Regions from separate parts of the Danio rerio genome. Here region 1 is linked to region 2. The links are chromatin contacts, called in public Hi-C maps. All regions are on one chromosome and are shown on one strand. Each heading gives the region's core, a stretch centred on a gene start, on an enhancer-like site or on the middle of the called end of the contact. The rest is flanking DNA. Distances are from core to core; before and after follow the strand shown.

Region 1 (2,700 bases), core at 196-2,695, 220 kb before region 2:
TTGTGGTAAACTTTTCTGCTTATTTGTGTGGTGTTCTATGTCAGCTATTGATGTGCACCAAAATGCCCCTCAGGGACAATAAATAAATTCCATCTATATTGATTTTAGCATGTATGCAGAAATATGACCAAGCAATCGAGCCATGTTGAGAAATCGTTACAGAAGTAACTTGACTCAGTTCAAGTGCTTTTGTTTTTCTGATTGTTGTACATGTTTTCATTTTGATGAAACTATACTGTACCAGTGGAGCAAATTGGCAGTGATATTTTATTTATTCATTTAATAAATTTTATTTACATTGTTAAATTGTCTAATTTGTTTTCTGTAACAGTTAAAATAGGCTCATTTCAGAAGTTGAATTGATGCTTTCCTAACCCTAAAATAATATAAGGTTATTTTGGTTACAATTTTAAAAAGACATTTTTATCATATTGATCACTGCATTATTTAGCATTTGGTATTTTATATATCTTAATATTGTACAGCCCTAAAGGAAATACACCATGATTTGACATTTAATACATCACAAACTTCATCCTCACATGTTAACATGTGCACTTAATTCAAATTGTACTTTGATGGTCATTTGCTGCTAATATGATTTCACAATGTAAAAATTGTAAAGAACACTTTTCTGAAATTATATTATTAAGGAGAAAGTCAGAATGTGTAAATATAATACCAATTTCACCTCAATCTTACAAATACCTACATGTTATAGTTATGATTTTCCATTCTGATGCAGAAAATGCTGCTTATTTTAAAAGGTCAGTTCGAAATCTTTATAAAAATGAATGCAGTTCAGGTTTTGGGGTACTACTAATGAATAATGGATGTAAAACGTAGGAAATACCCCATTGTGCAATGCAGTGTTACTCTAGAACCAGGATTAGGCAGAATTAAAGCTTTCTAACCTATGACAGATCACATTAGTGTTTAACAGAATACTATGACAGCAGTTCTTTAGCACAGTCCAGCATATTACACTATGTCATATTAATGTTGTCAATGGAATATGCAGCAAAACCATTACATCCGTCAATATTACGCACTTATGGTGCTTGACACATCATATCGCTTGTCACATTACCGAAAAGCAAACAGCTATAATTAACACAAAATACAGTCGCAGAAATTTGTTTACTATCTAAAGAACCACGCAAATCTTGTGACACATATCATCTGGATCAAACCAATCGACTGCGGGCCCTGAGACAAGTTTAGCGCAGCTAACAAGCTAACTGTTTGTCGACAAAAGCTGCTGCCTCCAGGGCGTGGATTTTAATGCCTATCAACGGGTTAATTCCTCCAATTTCACGCAGAAACCTCAAATAGAGCGTTAGATCATGAAAAGTGTCGTCTGATAAAAGACTGTACCTGTGTTCCTGAATGCCTCCCGTGTCACAACTAACTCTACGAACGTCACCACGAAACTTAAGAGTCACGTGACGTGTGCGCGCCAATCAGCTGTGAGCATCATTGCCCGTATTATAATCGGGTGCAGGAAGGCAGCTGTAAACCAACTGCAACACCACGTGTGCAATTTAAAGCCCACCTGGGAGAGAGAAAGCAGACGGAGACAGGATGAGGTGGGATTTTACAGGATAGTTTATGATAGGATAAGACATTAGATTAAAGAAGTGTTTGGACTGACACTGGAAATGCTAGTTCGAGGTTTAATTAATTGTATGAAACCGAGAAGGCATTGATTTCCAATGCAACATTTACAAGGTACTTCATAAATTATTAAATTAATGTCTGCATACCAAGGACTTACTTAAAAAAACAGGTAATGTACAGCATTTTTTCAAAATTATAACAACATTATAAATCTAAAGATACAACCAAACATGTTACATAATAAATATCAATATTTTTCATCTTAATATCTAATTATTCATTTATCAAATTTCAGATTATGAAATTAATTTCACTAACAATAACTAAAGGCATATTCGTCATTATAGATCAATTCTTATATTAAATAAACTACTAAAACTACAACCCCAAATCAGGAAAAGTTGGGACAGTATTAAAAACAAAAATTTGAAAAGAAAGCTTTGATTTTTAAAGTTACTCTGATTTGTATTTCATTGCAACAAATATGAACACAAAATATTTCATGTTTTGTCTGGTCGCCGTAATTTGATTTGTAAATATACATATTTTTCTTTCATTCAGACCTGCAACACATTTCCCAAAAAAGTTGGGATAGGAGCAGTTATGGGCTAGTAATCAGGTTAATTGGTTAAATAATGATGTGATTTGAAACAGGTGATGTCAGGTCATTGTAATTATGATTTGCTACAATAGCAGCATCCAAGAAAGGTCTATAGGAGCAAACACGGGCCAAGGATTCCCAGTTTTGTTAACAAATACGTGAGAGAATTATTAAAATGTTTAAAGGGTCACAAAACACCAAAACACATATTTTGAGATGTTGACAGTCATTTATGTGTCCCATGCTGCTAAAAACACTATTAGGACACAATTGGTTATTTTACATTATTTAGAGCAACTTTGTTCTTCTGGTTTGAATCGAATTTTTGGAGCTGCGTCACTGCGCTGCGATCCTTGTGTGTATTCCAGCGTGGAGACTGCATGTCTGTACCGGCGAGTACATTGTGTAGTCTCTGAGTGTGCAGCATTAATTCAAGAGAAAGACTTCAAATTAATCAGCGCGCTCTATTGTGAATGTGG
Region 2 (2,700 bases), core at 184-2,683:
CAGCAGAAGACCACACCGGGTGCCACACTTGTCAGCTAAGAATAGAAAACTGAGACTACAACTTACACAGGCTCACCAAAATTGTACAATAGAAGATTGGAAAAACATTGCCTGGTCTGACGAGTCTCAATTTCTATTGTGACATTCGGATGGCAGGGTCAGAATTTGGTGTCAACATCATAAAAACAAGGATCCATCCTGCCTTGTATCAATGGTTCAGGCTGGTGGTGTAATGGTGTGGGGTATATTTTCTTAGCACACTTTGGGCCAAACGTCAGTGTCACAGCCTACCTGTTGCTGTCTATGTCCATCCCTTTATGACCACAGTGTACCCATCTTCTGATGGCTACTTCCAGCAGGATAACACGCCATGTCATAAAGCATGAATCATCTCAGACTGATTTCTTGAACATAACAATGAGTTCACTGTACTCAAATGGCCTCCACAGTCAGCAGGGTTCAATCCAATAGAGCACCTTTGGGATGTGGTAGCATCATCGGGAGATTCACATCAAGGATATGCAGCCGACAAATCTGCAGCAACTACACGATGCTATTATGTCAATATGCATAGACATGAGATGTTGCCTACCCTGTTGTTGTCTACTGAAAGGAATGTGTCAATAGAGCCGCCATTTTAGTACAGGGTATTGCTTAGCTGAAATGAAAGCCTAGTATTTAGTGCAAGTTTGTGCTACTTTGCCTTATGGTGAATGCAGTAAGTGACTGTATTATCATCATCAATAACGTTACCCGTTTAGCACAAAAGTTCATAACATACAAAAACATAAAAAACTAAATCCTACCTATGAAATATTCTGCCTGTGTGCTATGTTTTCTTTGTTTGCTCGTTACTACACCCGTAGACAGCGCTAAAGTCCAGAATCTTCACATTGGCACTGTCTTGACTAGTGCGGTTGAATGACATTTGTCCTGGGAGCTCTGTTCAAAAATGGCGGCTCTATTGACGTATGCGACATCTAGTGTATATATCTATGGTCAATATGGACCAAAATCTCTGAGGAATATTTCCAGTACCTTGTTAAATCTATACCATGAAGGATAAAGCAGTTTTGAAGTCAGAAGTGGTCCAACCCCATACTAGTAACGTTAAGGGGTACTTAGTAAAGTGACCGGTGAGTGTACAGTATGCTAGCATTCATTAATAAAGTTTTGTAAATATTATACATAGACTACAGTAGACTTTACTACAGTATGGTTCAAAAACGTTGTATTTTTCATGTGGGATTGGACATTAAGCAAGATATCGACAAGTTCCCGAGAGTTCTTCCGGGCTGTCGCACACGAACCTCCTGCCCAAGAGATGGCGCTAGTGACCTTTCTGAATCCATCACTGTGTGTCTGCGAAGGAAGGAAGGACTGGGAGCTTAGGAAATAAACAAAAGACGATCTCAGATAAATAAATGTTTTTAAGGTTAACCAAAACAGTTTAAATAACGCGTTTGCAGAGTTTAGGTTGATTTGCACTAAAGGAAGGTCCGAATGGATATGAATTGCGACCTATCGCTGCGAGTGAGCGTCTTCTCCGAACAAGGAGGAAGGAAATACATGGAGGATTTAACGGAGGTGATCGTGGAGCTGGAACCCACCGAAGATGAGTTGCAGGCGGCGGGACACGCTGATCCAAAGCCGGACCAAGAGCCGGTCTCTGATAGCGAACCGCCGGACTGCTCAAACAATCCTTTACCGGTTCTGATAGCGTGGAGAAACCCGCTGTCGACCGAGGAGGCTGACGGTACGGATGAGCCTGGGACTCAACCGGCGGCGGCGGACAGCAGGAGATCGGTCGCCTTTTTTGCCGTATTTGACGGACACGGAGGGCGAGAAGCTGCGATGTTTGCTCGAGATCACCTCTGGGATTTTCTCAAGAAGCAGCGGGGATTCTGGTCTAAGGATTACCGGAAGGTTTGTTCCGCAATTCGGAAGGGCTTTATCGCATGTCATCACGCGATGTGGAAAAAGCTTCGTAAGTCAATTCAACACCATTACACGCATATCAATTCAACATTATCACACTCTTGTCAATTTAACACTATTACACTCGTATCCATACACCCGTGTGAACAACGTGACGTTTCCCGATATTGTGATTAGCTCCGATTAGGTTAACGTTATGATGTTCGACACTGCAATTTACCTTTAGGCAAGTTATAGCGACTGCAATCATGCATGTTAGTATCACTTTTAAGGCAAGATGGATTATGATAACATAGAGTTTGCGACTACATAAATTAGCTGTCAAGCTAGTAGACCTTTTTGAAATTGGGCGCCACTCAAACTACTTACTGCCGAAAAGACGAAAAAAAAATCGATCAGAAGGATCGTTCTGCGCATGTGCGGACCATTTTGACTGGCATTTCCACAACACCCTGTCATTTCCATCACCACACAAATTTTTAATCAAATATTTAAAAAGTTCTTATCACACATTTAAAACGTGTTCACAATTAATGAGTCCATGCTCTATTTAATATACACATTCAGTTCATTTATTTTCTAATAAGCTCTTAACCAAATTAATGTAAAATGTTTTAGTTTGACAGGTGGACAATTCAGCATTTGGTCCTAAGGGACTAATTTATTTCATTGACATGTGTATAATTATTGTACAGTAGTAGTTGAATAATTGCCCATATAAACCATTTCAATGTGGTTTTGTCATTGGCTCATGAACATTTC

The links. Hi-C and Micro-C count contacts between places; a contact is called where the count stands out from the background.
Region 1: a Hi-C map of an unstated tissue shows a contact between it and region 2, with 2.7 times the contacts expected there. The contact joins the promoter of pja2 here to the promoter of ppm1db in region 2. A contact is called at or near these places in 2 of 18 Hi-C or Micro-C datasets (caudal fin and an unstated tissue).

What each region holds. Positions count from the first base shown.
Region 1 is chr5:62,469,110-62,471,809 of GRCz12tu, reverse strand. It overlaps pja2 (praja ring finger ubiquitin ligase 2), which reads right to left and starts at 1,445. Exons shown (of 9, transcript NM_001105116.2): 1 at 1,378-1,445.
Region 2 is chr5:62,249,507-62,252,206 of GRCz12tu, reverse strand. ppm1db (protein phosphatase, Mg2+/Mn2+ dependent, 1Db) reads left to right here and starts at 1,433. Exons shown (of 6, transcript NM_001007340.1): 1 at 1,433-1,987. The coding sequence starts at 1,504. All of the region lies in intron 6 of si:ch211-127d4.3, which reads left to right.